2 separate regions of the Macaca mulatta genome follow, and region 1 is linked to region 2. Evidence: chromatin contacts called from public Hi-C data. All regions are on one chromosome and are shown on one strand. Each heading gives the region's core, a stretch centred on a gene start, on an enhancer-like site or on the middle of the called end of the contact. The rest is flanking DNA. Distances are from core to core; before and after follow the strand shown. Region 1 holds the start of LEKR1 (leucine, glutamate and lysine rich 1). Region 2 holds the start of LOC144339466.

Region 1 (5,718 bases), core at 95-2,594, 140 kb after region 2:
TTTTCCTTATCCTATACACAAAGTACTCAATAAATAAAACTAGCCTCAGAACAGAGTGATCTTGCATCAGGCGTGCGAATTTCTGTCCCAGATAGGTACCGGTTTTGGTGCCCTATATCTAAACTTCCATTATTACAAAATGACAGCAGTCTTACCTTCACTATCCCTCAGATAAATATGATGAGGATGAATAGCTCTGAAAGTTATTTGGGCTTCTCATAAGCATGCTGTACTTGACCACTTGGTTGACTGTCCTCCAGGCCTCTTAATCCTTTCCTCTTTGAGGGAGTGGAAACAGAAAATCAAGGGTAGGCACTGGGGCAAAAATATCAGTCAGGTTGCGCGTACAAGATACATCTGCTAGACTTTTTAGTGCCAAGGAACAAGGCACTGCAGTGTTCAGTACTTCCTGGTGTCATTAATCAATAGTTATGAGTAAGCAGTTTGGTGTACTGCTACTGCTGTGCGTCATTTAATCATTTATCTAAATCTATAGGTTCAATTAATTTTCTTTGTATTTACTTAACCTTATTTTATTCAATAGCAAACCAGTCTTTCTGCCTGCTAGAGAGCCATGATATTTTCTCTGGTTCTTGGAAGAACTGTACTTGGACCTTATATAATCCTCAGAAAGGCAAGATCTGGACTACGAATGAGTCACCTGCTAATTATACCAATGGCTGCTCCTTCCTTGACCAGTCACAGAGTATTACCCTATCTCGGTATGCTGCTCTGCTTGTCGCGTAGTAGGTCAATAAATATTTGTTTTGTGAATGAATGTATGAATAAAGGGAAGTTTGTCACGTGTAAGGGTGGGTAGCCTGCGATAAATAAAGTGTAGACTAGGAGGTCTCAAAATACTTTTTGAACTAAGCCCTTAATCTTCACTACTTTGGAGTAGAATGGAAATGTCACCAACGCCTTCCCAATTAATTTGCCCTTGCTGTAATGACTGAAACTAGAACTTCCCTTTACACCCATGACCTCTACAGGCATCTCTTTCCTCCGCTCAAGAACAGTAACTGCTCACTGCTATGTCAGCCACATAGCCCCAGAGCCGGGGTGAGAGGTAGGGCTATAGGCTCCTGACTCCCGGCAGTGCCTCTCTCCAAACCCCCACGACGGTGGGATAGCTCCCTCCATCTCAGCAGCCGCTACCAAGCACCCGACCCACTCTCGCCCGCCTCATCCCTCGATCCCCTTCCCTCCTTCTCACAACACTCCGCGTAAAACTAGCCCAGCCTTCCCAGCCCCACCACCAGTTTTCCCACTTCCGCCCGGCGCGTGAGGCCCTGGGCGGTGCAGGGGAGCGCTGACGACAGACGTGGGCCGTGACGTCGCTGCGCCCTGACGTCAAGCCGACGGGCGGCGCGGTCGCCCGGGAGACCAGGAAAGCCGTTTCACACCTGTCGTAGTCGAAGTCGAGGTGAGGGACAATGGCTTTCCTCAGCCTGGGATGACGCGGTCCACCGGAATGCAGTTCCGGAGTGGAGGCGTGCTCGTACCCGGGGAGAGGACCAGAAAGCTGAGCCGCGGTGCCCCAGCGAGGGCACGAGGTCCCGGGCCTGGACTCCGCCGCCACACTGTTCTGCGGCCCCTTCCTGCTGTCTTCCAGCCCGCGGGTCCCAGGCGCGGTGCGCCTTCCTCCCAGCCCCAGGGAACGCGCGGCTCTGCTTCCTCACCCCCGCACCTTCCTCCTCCTCCTCTTCCGGCCACGGCAGGTCCAGGGGGAACGGGGTTAGAAAGGGACAGATTTGAAAGCCGTTGCAGCAGTTTTGTCTGGCCTTGCGGTTGGTTTCTGTGCGGAAGATCCCGCCGCTTCAGGGAAGTCTTAGGACGTGAACTCCCGCCTTCACCTGCCCCTGACCTGCTCGTAGTGGTGTGATTCACGCCAAGACAATGGTTCTTTACGTAAGGGCTTGAAAGCTGAACGTGAGTTAATGGCCTAACGTGACACTGGTGTGAGAAACGGAATTGGAAATGAACAAGGACGTGTCTGCATTTTAAAAAATGTCTTTTCGGTGATCTTGTTAGAGAGGAGGTTCACAAACACTCACGTAGCTGCAGCCACTTATCACTGCACCTCTTGCCAAAGTGCAGTCCACACACGTGCAATGAGAAAAATTAAAGGGACTTGTTTGATAACACACGCAAAACTATGTAAGACTAAATTTTAAAAATTTACAAATTTTCCCTGTTGCCAAAAGGGAAAGAGACCCTTCTTCTTTCTCGAGAAACTTAGTATTTGTGAATTCTTCCTCAATTTAATATGTATGAAAATCTTTTTTAAAACCTAGGAATGCTTTTCTTGAGGACCTGGAAGCCATTTCTTTTAAAATGTAAACATCAAGGAAGATAGGGCCCCAATCTCCTTGTCGCTTTGGGAGTTTAACCTACCTGCGTTATTCCTAATTGTAAACACCTGCTTTGTTATAGCGCTATGCATTCCTTAGGAGGAAAGCCGTTAGCTAACACAGGTGGTTACCCCAATTACCAGATGAATTAAAGAAGAAATATAAAAGAATGTATAGAACACTATGTTAAGCCCTCTTCCATGAGGACACGTTACCAATTTCCTTGAGAATGTGTGTGACGGATTATATCTCCTTGACTGTAGTAAGAAGAGTGGGATTTCCTTCTCTCTTTGTAACCTCATTAGCAGATTAGCTGTGATGTACATCAAAGTCTAGTTAAATGCCTAATTACTAATAAAATTGTTGTCTTTCTGCATTGTGGAGCATTTTCTGAGTTGGCATGATATTTTACTTTTAATTTCCCCCCAATAATCAGAACCTGCCAGTTCCTCCCCTTCTTATGCTAAGGCCATAAAGTTGGAATAGATTCACAATGAGGGCACTACACAAAAACTGTTCTACTGGTGCTTTGCTTCTACTGTCATTTAGATCCGTGCTCTCAGATAGTTTTATGGGTGAAATTTTCAAAGGATGTTTAGATGGTGATTTTTTGGAAAATTCTCCCAATAGAGTTGAAGTTACTGTTTTATTTTACTGATGGCAAGTCCACCGTTAAATGACAGAAATGAGAATAATGAACCTTCTGGGCTCTTGCCACATGATTATGACAAATCTGCCAAACATCCGATTATGGTTGGACCTATGTTGACATGGTTAATGGTACGTCCGTTGCAGACCTCAGTTAACTTTAAGACACATGTCATATTATGTTTTATGTGGGAAGACAGAAAGCTCGTTAGTTTTTGGTTTTAAACAGCACCTCACTGAAATGAGTCTTTGTGCTAACACAAGGAACAAAGAATCTCCTCTTCCACTAGTGGTTGCACCATTTACAAAGATAATGCCACTATAGGACCTTTTGACAACTACAGTTTTCCTGCTGCCTTGCTGTATGGCCGGGGTTGCTGTCTCTGATGGAGTACCTCCAGTCTCTCTTTTCAAAATCCCGCCCTGATTGAATGCGAACAACCTCAGGAAGGCTTCACTAACTCCCACCTCTCATCTGAAACATAAGATATTTTCCTTTCTTGAACTCTTAGACTGCTCTTGTCTATAACTCATGGTCCTCAGGCCTTCTTCCCTGCTATGGAATTGTGCCTGTATCATCTGACTCTGCTGTCACTGCTCTCCCTCTTCTCCTGACTTCTTAGATATGTACAAACAGCCCTCACTCGTGAGGGAAGGATTAAAAAAAAAAAAAAAAAAGGAACCCAAAGTGCTCCTCCGTTTATCCTCTGTAGTTTTATGAAAGTAGTGACTCACTTTTATATTGAATGGCTTTTATTAGAAAAAGAAAATCTGTTAAAAGTAAAATATCTGCATAAAATTATGTAAATGTCCATCTTAGATAAAATTGGCACTTCTTATTTTTTGATCAGTCTTCTGTTCAGTATTTGCATATGATATTTAATCTGGTAACTCTAAATTCTCTCTTTCTGTATTTAATCCAGTATTCATGACACAATTGCTTTTTTCATCTGCTAAACTTAAATGCTGTATTTTCATACTTTTTCTGGCAGCATTTCAGAAAAATACTTGATTTTTAAAATATACTGAAATGTGTATTTAAAATTTTAGTCATTATGTATTTGAAAAACAATTAGTAGTAAATCACAGCAGAAATTACTATTAGGCTATAAAGTTCTAACAAAAGAGAAAATATTCTTTCTAACTTAGCAGTCTCTATAGTTCTCTCCTGTTCTATTGGCCCAATAACTAATGGAGAAAACCCTAATTGTACTTTCTAACATTGAGCTGATGAAATAAGCATCTGTTGAAACAGTTATCACCATTCATCCCCAAATACTCCCAAGAATTTATAAAGCATCTTAGTTTGAATGTTCTCTACATGATTTCTGTTTGACTGTTGCCATCAGTATTCTTAGATTTCTTTTTGCTTCAAAGCTCTCTCACCATATTTTGGGAAGTTATGGACCGTCACATTCCCGTGCATGCTTTGCCTGAAGAAATCCAAAAGGTATGCTATTATATTGTGTTGCTACAGCCTAACAGTGGGAACGTTTAGTAGTTAGATAATTCTGAAACCTAGAGGAGTGAATTCATTAATTTTGGTCATAGGATCTGAATGAATTGGTGGAGTGGGAGAGGGAATAATTATTATCATAATGAGCAGAATTGTGGAATTCAATTCAGTATAAAGAATTTTGTTACTATGAAAGAAGACATATATCTAATTCCAACACAGTATTTGACCAGATGGTTGTGGAGCCCTAGTGAAAAGCAGGCATCAGAAACGTCCATGTGTGTTTCAGTGGAGCTGGATTTCTAAGCCTCTATTATGGTTTCACCAACATTAATTCTCAGTATTTACTGTGTGCCAAGCACTGTTTTAAGCCCTTTTTATACAGTTGACCCTTGAACAACATGGAATTAAATTGTGTGGGTCCACTTATATGTGGGTTTTTTAAATAAATATATTGGAAAATGTTTTGAAGATTTGTAATGGTTTGAAAAAACTCACAGGTGAACCAAGTAGCCTAGAAATATTGAAAAAATTAAGAAAAAGGCATGTCGGCCGGGCGCGGTGGCTCAAGCCTGTAATCCCAGCACTTTGGGAGGCCGAGACGGGCGGATCACGAGGTCAGGAGATTGAGACCATCCTGGCTAACACAGTGAAACCCCGTCTCTACTAAAAATACAAGAAAATTAGCCGGGCGAGGTAGCGGGCGCCTGTAGTCCCAGCTACTCGAGGCTGAGGCTGGAGAATGGCGTGAACCCGTGGGGGCGGAGCTTGCAGTGAGCCGAGATCGTGCCACTGCACTCCAGCCTGGGGCACAGAGCAAGACTCCGTCTCAAAAACAAAACAAAACAAAACAAAAAGGCATGTCATGAATGCATAAAATGTATGTAGACACTAGTCTATTTTATCATTTACTACAATAAAATATGCACAAATCTGTTATAAAAGGGTAAAATTTATCAAAACTTATGTACACAGACAACAGACAACATGGTGCTATTTGCAGTCAAGAGATGTAAATAAACATAATGATGAAGTATTAAATTGTAACTACATAAAATTAACTGTAGTATATACTATACTAATAATTTTATAGCTACCTCCTGTTGCTTTTGCAGTGAGCCCAATAATTGTGATTATCTCCTTAAAACACTGTGTGATAATCATGGCCATCTGAGCAGTTCTTCCCTTCAGGAAAAAGTGATCTTGAAGTTCTGTTGTATTTTTCATCATGTTTAGTGTAATTTCACAAACTTTGGGTAA
Region 2 (5,638 bases), core at 531-3,030:
TAACAACCTAATTGTTAGAAGGGAGTGGAATTAAAAATAATCTACAAGAAGGCACAAAAGGACAGAAAAGAAAACAGAAGAAATGAGAAAAATAGAAAGCCAAGAGTAATACGGTAAATTCAAATATGAGCTTCTAGGCGATTCTGTGTATGAGTAGACACAGACCAAGATCTGTCTCAGTAAGATTTTAAATGTAAAGTTTTTCATCTTTTACCTATTATCCTCTGAATTCCGCCCATATCATTCTCACCTTAGTTTAATGGCCCTGCCTTGATGCAATTTGAAATAAGCTGCTGAGGAGATAACACCCTTAATCTATTCATTGCTGGTGTGCTTACCCAGTCTGGTTTAGAACAGTTTAATAAAGGCTTAGAATCATAATGTCTATGATTATTACCTTTTAGCTCCTAGGTTTTACTGACTTCCATGTCTGGAATTACCAGCACTTTCGTTTTTTCATACATACGGATTATATGAACTAAATGTATTGTTTCTTCCTTCACTACTGAAAATCTACTCAATATATGGAGTTACACTTTAAAGTATTTTACAGCCCAGAAAATATGGCCATTCTGTATGTGCTGTGTATTTCAGAGGTGCTCTGCAAGCTCCATGAGGACAGGCATGAAGTCCAGGCTACATGATTGGTACGTAATAGACGCTCTGAGAGACATTTGCTGAATGAATAAATTAGTCACTACGGCGTTTGTGGGCTTTAAAACACAAGTAAATGAGCTTCTATCATCAAAACCTCAGAGCTAGGTTCCCCTTCTGCAAGGTGGCGTACAAGGCCCACGAAACAGTCGGCCGCCGCAGGTGCGCAGCCCGTCCGGCCTGTCCGGCGCGGGGCAGGCGACCTCGTCTGGTGGCAGTGGCGGAGGCAGCCGTTTGCTTCCTCACAGGGTGCGTCGACATCAGGGGCTGGAGGCGTCTGGGGAGGAGGCAAATAAACAAAGCCAACCGCACCGAAACGGGTCGTTCCGTTTCACATCCTCCCTCGGGTGCCTGGGTCTCCTCGGAACAAAGTGACCCACCATCTGTCCGCAGGCAGGTGGAGCCCGTCCCACGCGGCACACGCCTTCCTTTCTCACAGCCGCGTGGAGACGCGGACCCGCGGGGACACCGCCGGCGCGAGAAAGGACACGCCCCCTCGCGGGAACACAAGTACACGGCACACAACCCGCGCGCCTCCCCTCGAACGAACGCGCACGCGCGCGCAGGGGGCGGGTCTTCTTCTCGGCACCCACTGAGCGCCCGGCCTCCTCACCCCACCCCACCGCGCTCCGGCCGCCCAGGCTCCGCCTCCGCGACGGGCCGTCGGGAGGAGGCGACCGGAAGCCACTTAAAGCAGAGATCGAGGTGACAGGCGAGCTGGCTGGACTCGGAGCGCGATCGAGGCTTTCTGCGTTCGCGGCGGCGGAATGGCCCGTGCGCGGCTGGCCGCGTCGCCGCTCTGTGGTCCGTAGACGCCGGCTCCCGCCTTCGGCGCTGACCTCCGGCGCGGACACTGCTTTCGACTCGGCTCCTGTCGTCCGTTCTCTCAGGGTCCCTTTCAGGTAAAGGGCTCCGGGAGGGCACTGAGGGGCTGAGGGACCCTAGCGGGGAGTGCGAGCGCCGGCCTCGCGGCTCCGGCCCCGCGCCGGGAGTGTGCCGGGCTCTCGCGGATCGGGTGATTGATTTTGAGACTGCCCTTTGTACCGAATTCACTCGGGTCCCGTCAGCATCAAGATGGAATTGGTTACACTTCTTAGGCACTTAGAGCTTCTGGCAGGTGTATACATCAGACCGAGGCGCCGAAGGATTTAGTTGGGGTCGCCGGCGCCTGCCCCTTCCCCGTTGGTCAGGGTGGGGGCGCGTCTATGCGGCCTCCCCCGCGGGCCGACCCCGGGTGCTCTGAGGCGCCGAGGAGCCCTTCCCAGAGCCGGGGGAGGGCACGGCGGCTGCGGGAGTCTTCCGGCTACCCCGCGTTTCGGGCTGCAGCCCAGAAGTTTGGAAGCTGTTTTCACGTTAACTTTGAGAGCGCGCAAGTCTTCGTCTTCCTCCCCGCCGCCGCGGGAAGCGCCAGCCGCGTTTCCCCGGCGCTTCGCGGCTCAGTTCTGCGAGCCCCCAAGACCCGCTGGACGCTCTTCGGGAGGTGGGCTGAGGGGATAAAAAAGAATTAAAGGCAGAAGGCGCTGCGAGTGGCCTCTCGGATGTAGGGAGGCCGGGGCGGGTCGTTGGTCCGAAGGAGGCTGGACAGGGGTTGGGGGGCGCCCAGGCGCCTGCTGAGGGGAAGGCGGGGGCGGGGACGCCCGGGAACACCCGGAATTGCAGAGCCGGGCGGCGCCTCAGCGGCGCTGCGCGGAGTTGGCGCGGCCCGGGACCAGGAGCTGAGCAAACCGCCGCGGCCGGCAGGAGGCGTCGCTCGGACCCGGGCTCGGCGCCGGGGTGTCGCGCGGCGGCGGGCGGGCAGGCTTTGGAGCGGCGGTTTCTTCGGAAAGTGCATTCGGCCGGGAGTGCTGGAGAACCCCGGCGTCACGAGGTGAGGGGTGTCGCGGGGTGTCGCGGTGTGTCGCCTGCCGCTGGAGACCAGAGGATGTGTCCTTCGCATCTTTATTTTTCTGTTATGAAAACTAATTGAGGAACTAGGTTCTAGTGGCTTTCCACCTCCAGCCACTCCTCCAGTTCTCTGCTGCTTCCTCCCAGTTTTGTTTCCGAGTTTGATGAAGGGCAATAATAGGAAAAGTTGCGCGCGCGCTTGCGTGTGTACTTGCAGACACACATATAAATAAAATCGATTTCGTGTCTCTTTTACCTTGATTGGGTTTGATAGGAGTGGTTAGAGTGTGTGCGCGTGGGGAAAGCGCAGTCCGGTTTGGTATGGTGGAGAGGGAATACCACAGTCTGTGCCAATTGTGCCTTGAGGCAGTAGCACCAAATGATGAATAATAACGCCTGGCTTGGCTGCTTTCCAGTTGATTTATGTCTCATGTCAGATCCCTTCTTCTTCGTGAAGCTTTCCCTAACAATGCCAGCTCACAGTGAACTCTCCTTTTTCTGCCTTTTCCTTTTGTACTTATGTACATTTAACACTTTGTTATAAACTGTGCTTTGTATTTTACTTTTATGAATGTGATGGACTTCTTACACATAGATTTATGACTCTCTCCAATTAGATTTTTAATATTCACTTTTGGGGACACTCAGTTTTATCTTTCGTTGTTGACCCACAAACACCAAAGAACTAAGCATTTGATAGGTGCTTTTCTTAAGTAATTCAGCCGACAAAATATATGTGGAACACCAGCTGTGTGCATTGTGGTAGCTAGGCACTTTACTGGGCACCTAGGATGCATATTTGATTAAGTCATGGGACCTTGCGTCACAGATCTCTTTCAGTTTATTGGACAAGAGAGAAGAGGATTAATTGCTCATCACCATTCCTTTCTCACCTGGCACAATCTCAGTAAATGTTTTCAAATTTCAGTTTTTTTCAAGGGGTCTGATTCTTGGAAGAAAGGACTTTTTTTGTCTCTTTCAGTAATTGATTAGGAATCTGAAATTTGGTGCGTGTTTTATATTGTTGTTTTGTTTTTCTATAATATGCCTTCATTTGCCCTTTAAAAATGTATATATGTAACTTTTCTAAGGACGAGAACTAGGAGGCTTTTTCTGTGTTACCAAGTTGTGCTTGTCTTCTGACACAGTGTGCAGTGGTTGTTGCTGATGGGGCTTCGTTACTAAACACACCCTTATATTCCATCAGTAATGGTAATGTTTTTGGGGGTTGCAAAAGTAGACTCAACATTCTTGGATAGTATATTAGAGCTTTCTGAATATAGAAATGCTTAACAAACTCCTGGCTTTCTCCCATATAGTATTTCAGTTGAGAGCCCCTGTTTCTTGTGTATATTCTTATACCCTTAAATTCACTCACTGTTTAAGTTTGAAGTTTATCTTTCATTTGATGGACTTTTAAACTTTTTGTCAACTCATGAGATAGGTGATACATCAACAACTATGAAGAGAACCGCAAAGCTGAGGGGAAGTGTGGTTTCCCTGCTGTCATCATCTAGACACAGTTATTTCTACCTCCCATTTCCCACCCCACTCTAGCCTTATAGTAAAAATTCATAACCTGGCAGAATTTCAAACTCTTGTGTATTCAGCCCACAAATGCATGCCAATGGCCTATTGAAAGACTCTTCTACTTTTACCTGCTGGGTGCTTTTGGATAGCCTTGGGTGCTTTGGATCCTTAATTTCTCAATAAAATTTAACATTGACCTGTAAAAACTAAATATAGTATAAGAGGAATGGTTTCAGGGAATTAGGACAAAAACAAAACATTTTAGTGAATGAATGAAATCCAGTTGCTGTCAGTTTGTAAATGATCATCTTCCTTCCTTTCCTCGTAGAATTTTTAGACTCTGAGGAGCAGTTGGAACTAATCCACATCATGGAAATGGAAACCACCGAACCTGAGCCAGACTGTGTAGTGCAGCCTCCCTCTCCTCCTGATAACTTTTCATGCCAAATGAGACTCTCTGAGAAGATCACTCCATTGAAGACTTGTTTTAAGAAAAAGGATCAGAAAAGATTGGGAACTGGAACCCTGAGGTCTCTGAGGCCAATATTAAACACTCTTCTAGAATCTGGCTCGCTTGATGGGGTTTTTAGATCTAGGAACCAGAGTACAGATGAGAACAGCTTACATGAACCTATGATGAAGAAAGCCATGGAAATCAATTCATCATGCCCACCAGCAGAAAATAATATGTCTGTTCTGATACCTGATAGGACAAATGTTGGGGACCAGATACCGGAAGCCCATCCTTCCACTGAAGCTCCAGAACAAGTGGTTCCAATCCAAGATCACAGCTTTCCATCAGAAACTCTCAGTGGGACGGTGGCAGATTCTACAGCAGGTCACTTCCAGACTGATCTCTTGCACCCAGTTTCAAGTGATGTTCCTACTAGTCCTGACTGCTTAGACAAAGTCATAGATTATGTTCCAGGCATTTTCCAAGAAAACAGTTTTACAATCCAATACATTTTGGACACCAGTGATAAACTGAGTACTGAGCTCTTCCAGGACAAAAGTGAAGAGGCTTCCCTTGACCTCGTGTTTGAGCTGGTGAACCAATTGCAGTACCACACTCACCAAGAGAACGGAATTGAAATTTGCATGGACTTTCTGCAAGGCACTTGTATTTATGGCAGGGATTGTTTGAAGCACCACACCGTCTTGCCATATCATTGGCAGATCAAAAGGACAACTACTCAAAAGTGGCAGAGTGTATTCAATGATTCTCAGGAGCACTTGGAAAGATTTTACTGTAACCCAGAAAATGATAGAATGAGAATGAAGTATGGGTATGTATTTATAACAACGTGTAGAACTGTTGTTAAATACTATAGAGAAGGTAAAGAAGCCTAAAAGCTTAGTAGGGTGGTTTCTTTCAGTAGTAACAGGTTTTCTTTTTTTCCACTATTATTCTTTTGACTGTGCTATCCTGATTTTTCATGGTGGGTGAATGCAGGCTATTAACTCAACCAGACAATGAAGGTTTTATGATTTGAACAATTCATATGTCACTCAGTTCAACGTGCGTGTGACTGAGAAGTTGCACATACATTAAATATTGTGAATTAAATAC

The links. Hi-C and Micro-C count contacts between places; a contact is called where the count stands out from the background.
Region 1: a Hi-C map of fetal cortex germinal zone shows a contact between it and region 2, with 3 times the contacts expected there. The contact joins the promoter of LEKR1 here to the promoter of LOC144339466 in region 2. A contact is called at or near these places in 5 of 14 Hi-C or Micro-C datasets (CD4 T cells, fetal cortex germinal zone, fetal cortical plate and 2 more).

What each region holds. Positions count from the first base shown.
Region 1 is chr2:60,002,318-60,008,035 of T2T-MMU8v2.0, forward strand. It overlaps LEKR1 (leucine, glutamate and lysine rich 1), which reads left to right and starts at 1,345. Exons shown (of 13, transcript XM_015131868.3): 1 at 1,345-1,426; 2 at 4,380-4,452. The coding sequence starts at 4,405.
Region 2 is chr2:59,858,923-59,864,560 of T2T-MMU8v2.0, forward strand. LOC144339466 reads right to left here and starts at 1,781. Exons shown (of 4, transcript XM_077994099.1): 1 at 1,743-1,781; 2 at 1,035-1,595; 3 at 752-931. The coding sequence starts at 1,781. TIPARP (TCDD inducible poly(ADP-ribose) polymerase) reads left to right here and starts at 1,350. Exons shown (of 6, transcript XM_015131864.3): 1 at 1,350-1,556; 2 at 4,397-5,354. The coding sequence starts at 4,438.